Linked DNA regions of Mus musculus: all the other regions are linked to region 1. Evidence: chromatin contacts called from public HiChIP or PLAC-seq data. All regions are on one chromosome and are shown on one strand. Each heading gives the region's core, a stretch centred on a gene start, on an enhancer-like site or on the middle of the called end of the contact. The rest is flanking DNA. Distances are from core to core; before and after follow the strand shown.

Region 1 (3,528 bases), core at 518-3,017:
TTGTTCCTTTAACATCTCTATCTTTCTTCTTGAGCGCATCCTTTTTGGCATAGCAAGATAGTATCTTCATCTGACTTTTTCTAAGTTTCTGTTTTGGATTCAGTTGTTTGTTCAGGAGGCTCTGGTTTCCTGGAATAGAGGATGGTACTGAAAAGTCAGTGTCTGGGGGCCAGGGATGCGGCTCCACTGGGAGAGTCCTTGCCAGCACAGATGAAGACCTCCACTTAGATCCATCACAAATGTATGGTATACTAGGATGTGCCTGCAATCCCAGCACCCAAGAAGCAGGAGAAAGAGGGTCAGAACTTCAAAGATGTCCCAAGATCCAACACAGTGGGTATGAGGCCAGCCTGGGATACATGAAACTTTGAAAATATCACCCTTTAGCATCCCTTTTTCCTAAATACTTCATTACAGAGCAATAAGTTATTTCCCCAGCACTTAGGAGGCATAGGCAGGTGGATTTCTGAGTTTGAGGCCAGCCTGCTCTACAGAGTGAGTTCCAGGACAACCAGGGCTACACAGAGAAACCCTGTCTCGAAAAACAAACAAACAAACAAACAAACAAACAAGCAAAAGTTATTTCATGAAACGAGCCAAATTAAGCCAGATTAGAGTATATCTAAAGGCAGGTTATTGGAAAACCTTTCCTGGGTTAGTGAGTTCACCGATCCCAAGGATAGAGGCCAGGAAAGTCACCGTGGGGAGGGAGACAGAAGGGAGGGAGATATGCCAGCGGAATGTGTAGAGGATATGTAGAGGGTAGGTAGAGACCCAGGTTGAGACTGAAGGATGCTGGGAGAACCTGAAGGCCAGATCCACTTTGGTATGTTAAATATGCACCTCAACGCTTTGTCCACGGTCTGAAAACCAACACAGAGTAATGCTTAGTTTTGTATTTATCTTTATCCATTGAACACTATTCATATTAACATCCATTTCCAATCTAGTCTTTCTGATATCCTTAAAATTCTTCCTTACCTGACTGCCCTCTCTGGATGATGTAACTCTTTACCCATCTGCCATCTCTGCTGCGGGTTTCCTTTTTCAGCTCTCTCCTCTAGCCGCTGGGGCATTGACTTCCCAGGCTGGGTCCTAATTGCACTGCAGGACACCATCTTTCGGCCTAAATGAACATTTACATCCCATCTTCCAAACGTCTTTGCCCTGTTTTGGCTCTGACTGAATACCCCAGGCTGCCCCGCATGCCCCTGTGGACACTCGGGTTACCCGGCTTAGGCTCTTTAATATCAGTCTACAGGGTTACAGATAGATACCTGCTCCTCCCTGAAACTCCTAGAAGTCAGTGTGACTCAGCACATTTTTAAGGGTCTTCCTGGGACTGTACAAAAACTCTGTGTGTGGGGGGGGGGGCTAAGCTAGGAGAAAAATGACAAATAATAATCAAATCTGACCAACAAAATAGACAAACATGGTCCCGGGGGATGGAGAGGAAGGTTGTGGCATCAGCCCCTAGGCTCACTTACCTGTGAAGTGTCTGCAGGAGTGAGGAGGGAGCCATGGTAAGAGGGGGGCAGTTTTCTACATATATCCTGTGATTTCTGCTCTAGATATCTCGATTAAGAAATAAATGAATAAATTGGGGACTCGGCCAATGGCTCAGTGAGAGGGAACTGATGAGAGAGGCTTCTGGCAGACCAGGTGACTTCAGGAGGAAAAAAAAAATTAATTCAATTTCATCGAGTGCATTTCCTCTGGACCCAGGAATCACAGGAAATGCAATGTCTTTGAAAGGATGGAGTAGATTTCATTTTCTAGCGATCACTTTCCTTCTGCTGGTGACACACTGTTACTTCAAAGGCCTGGACCGGGGCGTGTTTCCTGTAAGGGTGAGCAGATTTGAATGACCGCTCAGGATGGACCTGCTCTGTAAGCACCCACCCCATGGGGCAGGCAATCTTGGGAATTACTGCTTTCCCGGCCCCTGCCTGCTGGGCTCGGGGCCTGGTGAGGTGATGGGGGTGGGGTAGGGGATTTCACAGTTCCCTAGCTCAATTAGGAGACAAAGCAGGATTGTTCTTAGCTTTGTTTTACGGAATTTCAATTGGGGGGGGGGTGTAAAAAAGATTCCCCGAGGACGCAAAACCCTAAATTGTTCTTGCTTTATCTTCTTGTTAAAATGTGTTGTGCATTCCTGGGCTGGAAGGCAGAGGAAATAAAGCTTCGCCGCTACCCCACGCGCCCTTCCCTATCTAGCCCTGTCAGGTCCCAAGTATTTGAGGGAGTTCTAATTACAGAGGAAACAGACTCCCTATCTGGTCTGGACTCTTGTCAGTGGAGAGTGCTCTTAAACGTTCCACATGGATTCAGGGAAATACGATTTGGAGAAGTGCTGATTTTTATTGGGCATGACTAACTCAAGCTGCATCTTTGTATTTTTTTTTCACTCCCTTTTAAGAATAATCGCTTCAAAATGATTAATGATGCCTGAAGCCACCGTCCTCACTTCCTGCGGTGAAACGCGGAACTTTTTGTGCATGTCTGGGTTTGTACAAGGGTGGGCTCCCAACTCACTGAGACAGTTTCCCATCCTGTCCAGACAGTTGGGTTATTGTTCAGGAAAGCTGAGTCTCTGGGGGGTGGGGTGGGGGCTGCAGAGAGGGGACCCTGTTCTGTCCCCCTCAGGGAGAAAAGAAAGGCTTCGCTCCAGTTACAGGAGAGTGAAATTGGTTAACCTCTCAAGGTGCCAGGACAAGCTTGTTGCTGGATTAGTTGGGTCCTAATTCTCTCTTCTCTCTCACTCCTTCTTCCCCGCCCCCTTCCCTCTCTCCCGTGTGCGCGCGCACGCGCGTGTGAATTAAGAACAAAACCTTGGTGTCTTTGAAAACCAGTAGAAACAAAAGGTCACCACCCTGCTGGGATGCAGCCATCTCTAGGTCCAGGCAGAGCTCCCCTGCCCCCCGGAACTCCCCAGGGGAGCATCCTGCCTTCTTCCTAGGATCGTCCTGGGAAAGCTGTTGCCTGGTCGTAGCCCGGAGACCGCAAGGATTCTAGCTCTAGCCGAGTCCCGCCCTCCCATCTCTGCCGGCCTAGGAGATATCTGCGGCAGCTGCAGGGGCCATTTTTTATAAATCGTATTTAGTAAAGACTGTGAGTGATTTTTGTAGATGACAGGAAAGTACTAGAATACTGGTGACTGGTTCCCCTGGTGGATTCTGAGAGGCTAGTTTGTCATGTAAATGTTTGCAACCTTCTGTCCAACTCCTCCATTCTGTCTTTGCATTTCAGTTCTGAGGAAGGCCGACTGGTGAAGTATGTACTAAAAGATTTCCTTTGTGAAGCTCAGTGCAAGCAATAACAATCTCTTCTGCCCATAAGGTATGGAGCGCCTGAGCTTTGGAGGACTGGCCACGTTAGGACTAGCTAGCTTAAAAGAGACAAGAAGGCTAACAAAATTCTCTCCACTAAAGGCGCATGCCAGGCAGTGAGCAGGGCACAAGCTTCTCTCCTGAGCAGATTCATCACAGGAGATGTCGGTGTCCAAGGGATTCATCACGTTAGAGCTTG
Region 2 (3,528 bases), core at 415-2,914, 240 kb before region 1:
AAGAGCCTAAAACACCCACCCTTAACTTTGTTTTGCATTCCCTGGTCAGCTGTTTGGTGTCCTGCAGGCAAAATCAAGTTATAGCTATATGCACCAGACACAGAGAAGAAGTGAAAGCAGGCGACACAGCTAGCACCAAATTACAGTTCCCAGGGGGCAGACCCTTCCGCCCAGGTCTCAAATCGAGAGGGCAGAGGGGGGATCCCATTCAAATACCGTCCCAAATACAATCTACCCTGCAACCAATAAGGTTAGCACAGCCCCTGTTCTTGGCAAGGGTGCCTACCTATGGCTGGCACTCTGTGCCCAGAGAATGCCCGGCTTGACAGTTAAGTGCTAAATGAGGCAAGGGTTTTTAGGAAACCTATTAGAGAGGAAGACAGAGCAACTACTGCCAAGTGTTGGGAAAACAAGAAGAAAAGCAGATGTTACTTAAGAGCCACTTGAAAGGCCATTTGGAAAGACTAACATTTGAATACCTAACATTATTAGGTATGGAACATAGCTCGGAAGGGGGAGGTCTCCTATAAAGTTTCAACTTAAGGTTTCCCCCATTCCCCTGACTACCACCCCAGAGCTCAGAGGTTTAGAACTCTTACTCTCTTACAGAGGACCCAGGTTCGGCTCTCAGCACCCGCATTAGGGGCTCACTCCAAAATTTCATGCCCTGGGCATCTGCAGGTATCTCCACACATGCGGTACACATAAATTCATGCAGTCATATACACTTAACGAAAAAAAAACTGAAGAGACTAAAGATATCTGAATTGTTGCCACATACGGAGCTGAAAGCGACACTGGGGATACCTAGGGCCCTTAAAAGATCCGTATCTAAGGATGCACTCAGAGGAGGTTCACTCTGCAGGCTAGGACCTTGTTCCCTCCCTATCTTTGGAGTCATCTCAACTGCCCATCTGAGGCCCAACAAACTGACTCCAGCAGAGTCACGGGTTCCATTGTTATTCTGTTTTGTTTTGGTTTTTGGAGACAGGGTTTCTCTGTATAGCCCTGGCTGTCCTGGAACTCACTCTGTAGACCAGGTTGGCCTCGAACTCAGAAATCCACCTGCCTCTGCCTCCCGAGTGCTGGGATTAAAGGCGTGCGCCACCACGCCCGGCCGTTGTTATTCGGAACCCATCCTAAGTAGGGTCCCTGAGCACCTAGGGCGCGAAAGAAGAAGCATGAACAGGTCAAGTCTTGGGCTTCAGTCTGCAAAGTTTGGACCTAAGTTAGACTGGCTAGTCATGCTGTCTTCCAGTCCTGTGAGACCCAAGTAGCCCGGCGATCCTTCTCTGTGCCCAAGGTCCCCTCCCCGCTGGGTGGGGCTGCTCACCGCCGAAACGCCTCCTGTAGCAGCGAGCAGGAAGGGCCCGCTGTGGAATTGGGACTGTGGTCGATGCTGAAGTCCTCCGCGGAGATGTACAACAGCCGCGGGAACATCTGCACCGAGCGCGGGAAGGGCCATAGCGCAGGTTGCAGTCGGGCCGGGGCCACTAGGGCCAGCGACACTAGCGACACCAGCGCCTGCAGCAGCAGCAGCCCGGGGGCGCTACGCGGGGACTGCGGCATGACTGCTCCGCGAGTCTGGCTAGGCAGTCTTTGGACCAACCTTCCAGTCTGGGTCGCTGGGAAGAAAGCATCCGTGCCCGGGTCACCAAGTCAGATGACCGAGCTCCCCGCCCGGGCTCCGCCTCCGAGAGGGGATTGGCCCGGAAATTGGGGGCAGGCTCGGTGCAGAGGCGGTCGCGCTCTAGCCGGGATGCTGGGGTGTGGCTCACGCCTGTCACGCCTGAGGAACTTGTTTGTGCAGCCCACTGACAGGCAAGACCTGTCTCTTCCTCCACTCTTCAGGTAGTGTTTTTGTCACTAAATCTGACGGTGGTGGACTCTGATTGATAAAACCTCCCGAGTCAGAATTCCCAGGAGTTGACTTTGGAAGTAATGGGAGGTTAAAATTTATGCATGGAAAAAAAAATAGATAGGGGGAGCATTTAAAACTTGGGATAGACGCGATGGACTACATAAATATTAAAGTGATACAAAGAGAATATTTCTGTAGTGGAGATTAATGTCGATGTATAGTTTTCCAAGGACCTTTATAACGATTAGCTAGGGCGAACGTGCATATGTGTAATCAGAGATTACAGTATGTCTAATCACAGGAAGGCAACTTAGTAAGTAAATAGATGCTAGAAGATTGCTGGAGAGATGGCTCAGCAGTTAAGAACTCTGTTCTCAAAAAGAACCGGGGGGGGGGGTCAATTTCCAGCACCCACTTGGTGGCTCACAACTGCCAATAACTCCAGTCCCAGGGAATACTTCACCCTTCTGGCCTCTGAGGTTACCAGGCACGCATGTGGTACACAGATGTACATACAGATAAAACACCCATACACATTGTGGGGGCTATTCCCGGTTGTCATCTTGTCTATATCTGGAATGAACTACAATCTAGAATTAGAGGGCTCACCTGTGATCCAGATCTTGAGGCTGGGAGACACAAGATTCTGACCTAGATCTTGACACAGAGATCTTGAGACATAGTGGCCATGAAAAGCTTAGGCCCAGGCTAGGTAGGACACACCTTTAATCCCAGGAGAATGAGGCAAGGAGAGCTTTGAGTTCAAGGTCAGCCTGGAACAAAGCAAGTCCCAGATCCAAGCCTGTTGGTATTTACCTTATAATCTGGGCCACACCTTCTGCTGAGGCCTACATAAGGACTTTGGAAGAAGGAGGATTCATTCTTCGCCTGCTTGCACTTAGTTGCCAACACATCTGTTAGAACCTACTTCTGCAGAAGACCAGCTGAAACAATGAGCCTCGTGGGCCTGAGCAGCTACTAGACTCTTGGACTTCCTATTCACAGCTGACCATTGTTGGGTTAGTTGGACTACAGGCTGTAAGTCATCACAGTAAATTCCCTTAATATTTGGAGACATTCTATAAGTTCTGTGACTCTAAAGAACCCTGACTAATACACACACAGGAAAAAAAAATTTTTTTAAAAAAAAAGAAGACTGCTAAGTAGTTCAAAAATTGGGTTGTATCCTACAAGAGCACAGAAATATAACCCGAATTATATCTAGTATAACCACCCCTAGATAAATAAAAGAAGGAATAATAATATTCCACTTATAATGAGGGCAACTTACACAGTAATTTGTGACAGGCCTCTGTATGTAGTATTTGGAGATAAACACATCTAGACACAATCGATATCACCAGACCCCTGTCTCTTCCCCTCTCTTAGAACTACCATCCAGGTTTCCTCTTCTAGCTTCATTTTCTACACTGGATGTTTACAAAGACTTTTCTGGCAGCTCTCTTTTGCACTGCTTGCTGTGCCTGTGTGGTTTGGGTTTGTCTGGATCCTCTTTTTTCCTTGTGTAAATGAGAACCTGCTTGATGTTTTGCTAGGGCATGCACTTGAGAGAGCACATGGTGTAAACAAGGGCTCAGGGCCAGCTCCTTACAGGAAAATGCATGTCTATCCTAATAAAATCCCAACCCCAGTCAAGAAGCTCAATG
Region 3 (3,528 bases), core at 309-2,808, 210 kb before region 1:
TGCCAAGCTTGGGGTCTACCCTCAATTTATTAGTCAGCTGGACCGTCAGATACCCACCCAAAGCTGTTACCCTCAGCCATAAAGACACAGCCAGCCAGAGGAGAGGAGCTGCATTGGGCAGAGACTGGAAGGCTCTGAAGCAAATGTTTACCATACTCAGTCCACATCTTTCTGTCGCTGATGCGCTGTGTGACACTGTGTACTGTCTGACAGTACACAGGACTATTATCAGACAGGAAAACTCACCTAAACCTTGGTGTTCAGAGGTTTTATCAGGACCCCATTTTACAGGCTTGATCGAATGTGGATCTGGTCCATTTCAGCATCCAGGATGACCCAGATGTGATGCTAAAGCCCCCACCGTAAATCACTTGGTCGGTCTTTCTCACCGGGAAGCTCCCACTTTGCACTGTGGTGGGTCTGGGCACTGCCTCTAAATGAAGACAGAAGCTAAGGGCAAGGGCCAGGCCTCTCTCTGAACAACATCAACTTCCTAACTGCACAGGCTCCTTTCCTAATTGACACGGTTGGTGGTCCTCCAGGAGAGTGCTCACTGAGAAGCATCAGAGACCTCTGGGAGCTGGCAATTTGCCAGAGGGTGCTGGTCTTCAAATTCAGGTGCCTTGGTCTTCATTCTCCTTATTTCCAGACGTGTCCCTAGGATGCGTCCAGCTACGTCTGATAAAGTCCCCGGTGCTGTGGTGCTCAGCTCACAGACACTAGAATGTTCCCCAGCCAAAGGTTCTGGAGCCCCTTATTCTGGGCCTAAAGACAGCTGACATCTCTGGAAGTCAATTATCTGCCATCGTCCAGATGTGTGAACACCTGCCTTGGAGGTTTGGGGAACACCAGTGTATCGGAGTCAGAGACTATGTTGCTCAATTTGAAACTGAACAGGAAAGCCTGGACTTTGTACACACAGCAAAGGGGGAGGCTGGGGACAAAGGACGCCTGACAACCTGGGAGGCCGAGTTAATAGTGAGCAGTCAAAGAAGAGTATAGAGTACAGAGGTTCGTTACAAAGTATCAGGGATTTGTTACAAAATGTGACCGAGGGAAAGGATGTGGATGTAGCCGAGTCCTTAGAGGGCTTGCTTAGAATGCACAAAGCCCTGGGGTTGATACCCAGCACTAAGTAAAGCTGAAATGGTGACACAGTCTTGTAATCCTAGCACTTGGGAGATGGAGGCTGGAGTATCAGGACTCTACTCACGAGGTGGAGTTCTGGAGAAAAATGAGGCAGAGTGAGGCAGGAGGAGGGGACTTGTTAGCTTAGAGTCTAGACATTGAAGGAGAGACTTGTGCGTGGTGGTGGGGGGGGGGGCAGGGAGAGGGAGGGAGGGAGGGAGAGAGAGAGAGAGCCTGATCATGTGATTTTTGGAAAGTGTGAACGCAGGTCTCCAGACCAGAGTGTTTGGTATATAGAGCCAACAAAGATAACAACGTGGCCAGAGGTGATGATGAGGGTCTCTACACAGGTCCTCAGGGGGAGGAGTGACTAGTTAGTTCATGAGACTGAGACAGGAACAACAAAAGCCCGCAAGCACTCACGTATGCATGCACACCCACTCGCTTTATTTTAATTTTCAACCTTGAAAGTCTGTTCTGCCTCCTATCCCTGTGTTGACAGAAGTAACTGCTCAGGCGCAGCTGAAAGACTAAAACGATTCAATTCGTAGTAGGAAGGTTTATGCAGTGACCAAGGGAAGCAATGAAGGCGGAAGGTGGCGTGCGGTTGGCCAGTAGCACCAGCGCGGGGGAAGATGGAAGATGCTATGCGCGCGCCTCTCCTTGTGCTGCTTCCCGGGAGGCCGCTTCGGTTAAGCTGTGGGGTTTTAAGGAGCTGAGTGCGTGTTTCTTTTGGATCTGCTTAGACCAGCCCCAAGGTGGCCCCACTCTCCTCAGGTTTCCTTCCTGTTAAGTGTCCTTGCCGTGATTGATGAAGTAGCCATTGGATAGCCTTTTCTAGGTTACTCGGAATATTTTCTTTTCCTTGAAGAATTTTTCAAAATGCCCTGGTTTCCTTTTTTAATTAGAATATTTATGTAACAGGTAACTTCAGCTGGAGTCTCGGATTTGCTGTTGACAGCTGAGAGACCTCAGGCACATAACCAGATCTTTCTAAACACTGGTGTTCTTATCCATAAATGGAGATCATTTTGAGACGTTTGCATTTTTTTTGAGACTAAATGATATTGTACATGTGAAAAATAATACAAATGAGAGTCATTATTTTAATGGAGTTAAAACAATTACCCATTAGGACAATAACATGCTGACTAAGTACACGTAGAAGAGATTTAGGAAGCTATATTTTTAATCACACTTATTTATTTTGTGTGTGTGCCATGCTGTAAGTTAGAGGCCACCCCTTGGGAGCTGGTAGGGGTCGAACCTGGTCAGGCTTAGTGGCAATAGTCTTTACCAGCTGAGCCATCTCGCCAGCCTTAGGAAGCATTAAAATGAATAATTCAGTACAATATCACATTAGTTGGGCACAGATGTGAGTAGTAGTTCCTTTTTTAAATTATTTATTTATTTGTGTATGTATGAGAGAAATAGAGAGAGGTACAGAAAAAGAGAGAAGAGAGACAGAGAAAGAGACAGAGAGAGAGACAGACAGACAGAGAGAGAGAGAGACAGACAGAGAAAGAGAGACACAGAGAGAGACAGAGACAGAGACAGAGAGTGTATGAGCTCATCATAGTATGGGAGGCCAGAGGAGGGTATTGGATCACAGTTCTTAGTAGGACTCTCAGCTTGTTATGTGGGGTCTAAACACTGGTCCTCAAGGTGGCTCAGCAAGCACTTTCTTTGGTTTTTAATAATTTCTCTTGCTTATGAGATTATAATACAATTGCTCTCCCCTTTCTCTCCTCTGAAACCCTGTCATCTACTGCTTCTTGCTTCTTTTCAAATACATGTCCTCTTTATTCACTAACTGTCAGTCATCAGCCTTAACCCCCGAACTCTTAGCCTATCTACCCCTGGTAGGTCCTAATTGGAAAAGACAACATGTGAACCTTAGAGTGAAGTATATTTGATCAAATACTATTTTCCTTCCTTCCTTATTTCAGAGGTTTTGAGAAGAATTTTCTCTTATTAATAATCACAATGATCTTCCTCAATTATAACAGTCACAATCGCCTAGTGTTTATTAAAGGTATAGCTCAAAAATATATACCAGCAAGGCACATACACCCAGAAAAGGCTTCCTATTATACAGAGAAGTTTTAGGTAATAACATATAAAGCAAGAACAATAATGATGGCCACAGTGTTGGCTTTGTTGTATAAAGGGGAATCGGTTTCTTTAAAATACAGCATATTGTTTTTTTTGCTGCTTAAAGTCCCTTGCATTTAATAATAGTTCAGTGTCTAAGCTGATTCACTCTAACCAGCTTTGCTTCACAATAATGCTGGCAACATTTTATAGGCTCTGAGAGACACATGATGGATAGTTTAACTCTCTTCAAAATGAAAGGGGAAAAAGTTTAACACTTTAAGAGTTATCCTCAAATTCATCCTG
Region 4 (3,528 bases), core at 518-3,017, 170 kb before region 1:
CAGTCCCCCTAAGGAACGCCCTCCTGCTGCACCATGCCACCGCATTACAAAACACCATACACACCATGTCCTGGAAACAGTAAACTTCCCCTGTGACTTTATGAAACACATTAGTTGGTCTTCCACCTAAGTGTCTGGACTCACAGGTGTGAAATGAGGCTCTTTTGCGTGCTAGTGAAGCCTCTTGGGTGCTGGAAGCCCCTTTGTAGTTTCAGCAACAGAGTCTGGTCCCAGGGAGAGCAAGGCAGAATGTAAGGGCTGTGCGCATCCCCTTGATATCGAGGGAGAGATAGTGCCGTGCCATAGGTGAGGTTGAGTAGCAATGGCCAACATGTCATCAATCACATCCATTAAAAAAAATCTCATTAAAAAACCCCAAAACACTGTGTTCAGAAGGGCTTCAGGATCCCAAATCAGGTCAGCACCATGGGAAGCTGAGATGTAGGCAGGTACCATGTTTGCCTAGCACGGGCAAAGTCCTGGGTTTAACTCTGGAGAAAGAGAAAGCAAAGGACAGCAAGTGCAGATGGCTAAGGAGGAGCCCAGCCAGCAGTCAGAGCATCACAGACAGAGCACACTACAACTCAGTGTCAGAACCCACTCATAGCTTAGGTTAGCGGCAGCGGCATGTCACACCCACTCCTGTAGAGTCTGCGGGACCCCGACTGGGTCTGCCTGCAGCAGCGGGCGGCGGGCAGCGACAGCGATGCAGCGTGTGATCTAGAGTAAGTCCTGCATCGCCCTCCCACCGTGTCTAGCATTCAGCGTTTAGTTATTGCAATATGTTTTGTTTCCTTGGGGCGGAAAGCAACTGCCATAAATACCATGATTTGTGCAACCGTTCATATGTGCCTAGAGATCCGTTTCATCGTTTGGTTGTTTGGTTGGAGAAGACAGCCCAAAAAAGTGAAGGAGTCTGCCGGTGCCAACTAGGAAGGACAGAGGCTCTCTCCAGGAGTTCTGCTCGGGTTGACTAAAGCTGCTGGAGGAAGCAGAGCAGTTAGTTCAATCTTAGTCCGCACTGGCCCGGGCAGCTCCAACATTCAGCGAGGAGGCCCCTTTCATCTTGGGCATCTCTGGGAAGAGGGAACTACTACAGTCAAAGAAATTGCTCCATTAGGTTGGTCCATAGGCAAGTCTGTTTTCCGATGTGAGAGGGCTCAGCCCATCGTGGGTGGTACCATCCCTGGGAAGGTGAAACAGCAGACTGAGCAAGCCGGGAAGGTGAGCCAGTAAGCAGCAGCAGCAGCAGCAGCAGCAGCAGCAGCAGCAGCAGCAGTCCTTCAGGGACCCTGCTCAGTACTTGCCTCCAGGTTCCTGCCTTGAATTACTTCCAGGAAGTCTCGGCACAGTGGGCTAGGACTGTATGCTGCAATTAAACCTTTTTCTCTCTAAGCTGCTCTGGTTATGGTGTTTTATCACGAGAATAGAAAAGTGTCCAAGACAGGCTCGGCGGGGGGGAAAGAGGGGATGGGGTGGCTTACCAAGGCACAGTGACAGGGTGCAGATACCGGGGCCCTTTGCATCCAGCAAACTGGAGAGAGAGAGAAGGCCCTGGGCAGGTTGTGCTCAAGGTATGAGGCCTATGCAACATTTCAGCGGCACTTATCTCTTCTCTAGCCTTCCCTGAGCCAAGTCCAAAGACAGAGGAGTTCTGAAGTTCCTGGGTGGCCACTGTTAGCTAGCTGCCATTCAGTGTCTCCAGCCTCCGAGGCCCTTCCCTTGCTGAGAGCCAGGGGTCTCCTGAAGATACTTGTAGTTGATAGCTCAGGGTCAGAGTAGAAGGAAGCAGCCTGAGGTGAGGCCTGGCAGCTGTAATTGGACCTGGCCCATAGGGATCAGGCGTTTGCCATTTGTTCTACTTTCCCAACACTGTAATGAAACACCGGACAGAAGTGAACCAAGAGAGAGAGAGAGATTTAACTTTTGGCTCACAGACACATGTATGTGCACAGCTCAATAGAAAACTTCAAACTTACTTAAAACACAAGATTAAAAAAATTTTTTTTTTCTTTTTCCTTTTTGTAACTCAATTGCATGAGCCTTTGTGAATGGCAACCCCTCCTTTTGAAGTGTCTGCCAGGAGGTAGATCCCATCACAATGGAGAAGGCACGCTGGCTGCCTCACCCCTGTTAGCAGAGCAATAAGAAAGGAGACAGCAGGGTGACATCCTGGCAGATTAGGAGGCGGAGTCAGGACTTGAAGGAGGGCCGGGCTATAACCCTCAAGCTCCACCCCTGGTGACCTTTGCCTACCAGCCAGACCCCACTTTTGGTTCCACATCCAAACAGTGCCATTAGCTGGGAACCAGATTCTCAAAATGAGCCTGCGGGGGACATACCAGATTCTAACCGTAACACCCTCTATGGCAGACCAAAAGAGGGCAGGTCAGGAAAAAAGAGAGATTTGACCATCTCTTCAGGTTTAGCAAGGCTGAGATAATTCTGCTCACAGGTACACTAGAGCTTGTCAGAGTCTATGCTGGGAAGCTCACAGGATAGAGCTTCCAGGACAGATGCAGCAGAAAGGTACATGCAGCCGTTCCTGCCCAGCAACGCCCCCCCCCCGCCCACCCCCCCACCCCCACCCCCACCCCCCCGGGGAACCACTGGTATTCTCAACACTGCTTTTGTCTTCAGCCTACTTCACAGAGCTCAGACATGTGCAGTGTCCCACAAGCTCTCCCCAGGTTCCCTGGAACTCTTTCCCTCTTCTTCGCATGCTGTTTGTTTATTTATTTTGATAGCGTCCTGGAATTTGATAGCAGGCTGGATTCAGTATAGCCAAGGATCTCCTAGTGGTTTGAATAGGTTTGCCCCCCCCCGTCCCCCCCCCCCCCCCCGTCCCCCTAGACTCATGTGTTTGAATGCTTGGCCATAGGGAGTGGCACTATTAGGAGGCGTGGCTTTATTGCAGCAGATGTGATCTTATTGGAGGAAATGTAGCACCGTGTTGGCGAGCATCGAGGTCTTCCTGTGCTCAAGCCCTGCCCAGTGTGGAATCAGAGTCCCTTCCTGGCTGCTTTCATATCAAGATGTAGAACTCTGGGCTTCTCCAGCACCATGTCTGCCTGCACACTGCTGATGCTCGCCACCCTGAGGATGATGGACTCAACTTTTCAAACTACAGGCTGGCCTCAATTAAATGGCTGCCTTTATAAAAGTTGCCTTGGTCACGGTGTCTCTTCACAGCAATAAAGCCCAAACTAAGACACACCACCTTGAGTTCTAGCTCCTCCTGCCTCTGCCTCTGCCTCTGAAGTGCTGGATGAAATGGGTGTACCCCCATGCCTGCCTGTGTCTTCATTTAAATATCTTCTTATGCCATCTCTGTCTTGCCAACTGCTTCATGGTGGGTGCTAACTCTGAAGGGCTACAACTGAAATCACAATATCTTATGTCCTCAGTTTGGGGCCTAGAGAGTTCTTATGTGGGCATGGTGTGTGTAGTCTTTTTAAAGAAAGAGTTGTAATGGGGATTGGACCCTCTAAGACCCAGTGTGAGCATTTTCCTTCTACAGGAATTCTT

Evidence for each region. HiChIP or PLAC-seq counts read pairs in DNA pulled down with a chosen protein or histone mark.
Region 2: an H3K4me3 HiChIP or PLAC-seq map of embryonic stem cells shows a contact between it and region 1, with 12 read pairs. The contact joins the promoter of Hexb here to the promoter of Lncenc1 in region 1. A contact is called at or near these places in 1 of 39 promoter capture datasets (embryonic stem cells), 4 of 115 datasets of contacts at active chromatin or transcription factors (embryonic stem cells, large pre-B cells and memory CD8 T cells) and 1 of 9 other capture datasets (liver).
Region 3: an H3K27ac HiChIP or PLAC-seq map of embryonic stem cells shows a contact between it and region 1, with 17 read pairs. The contact joins the enhancer-like site here to the promoter of Lncenc1 in region 1. A contact is called at or near these places in 1 of 39 promoter capture datasets (fetal liver), 35 of 484 Hi-C or Micro-C datasets (B cells, CD4 T cells, CD8 T cells and 17 more), 15 of 115 datasets of contacts at active chromatin or transcription factors (DN3 thymocytes, embryonic forebrain, embryonic hindbrain and 6 more) and 1 of 9 other capture datasets (embryonic stem cells).
Region 4: a contact with region 1 is called in an RNA polymerase II HiChIP or PLAC-seq map of embryonic stem cells, with 17 read pairs. The contact joins the enhancer-like site here to the promoter of Lncenc1 in region 1. A contact is called at or near these places in 2 of 39 promoter capture datasets (the C10 cell line and the SN4741 cell line), 8 of 484 Hi-C or Micro-C datasets (conventional dendritic cells, embryonic fibroblasts, embryonic stem cells and 2 more), 16 of 115 datasets of contacts at active chromatin or transcription factors (astrocytes, bone marrow-derived macrophages, embryonic basal ganglia and 9 more) and 1 of 9 other capture datasets (embryonic stem cells).

Annotation. Positions count from the first base shown.
Region 1 is chr13:97,433,203-97,436,730 of GRCm38.p6, forward strand. Lncenc1 (long non-coding RNA, embryonic stem cells expressed 1) reads left to right here and starts at 1,768. Exons shown (of 2, transcript NR_110432.1): 1 at 1,768-1,890.
Region 2 is chr13:97,196,693-97,200,220 of GRCm38.p6, forward strand. Hexb (hexosaminidase B) reads right to left here and starts at 1,665. Exons shown (of 14, transcript NM_010422.2): 1 at 1,334-1,665. The coding sequence starts at 1,569.
Region 3 is chr13:97,223,568-97,227,095 of GRCm38.p6, forward strand. No RefSeq gene overlaps it. Among named protein-coding and RNA genes, the nearest start is that of Enc1, 16 kb to the right of the region's middle. Within about 2 kb of position 1,559, at least 20 of the 459 cell types and tissues checked have an H3K27ac peak or open chromatin away from gene starts, as enhancers often do. A contact at or near this core is called in embryonic stem cells, kidney and liver, where this site is marked.
Region 4 is chr13:97,258,809-97,262,336 of GRCm38.p6, forward strand. No RefSeq gene overlaps it. Among named protein-coding and RNA genes, the nearest start is that of Enc1, 19 kb to the left of the region's middle. Within about 2 kb of position 1,768, at least 23 of the 459 cell types and tissues checked have an H3K27ac peak or open chromatin away from gene starts, as enhancers often do. A contact at or near this core is called in embryonic stem cells, epiblast stem cells and stem cell-derived epiblast-like cells, where this site is marked.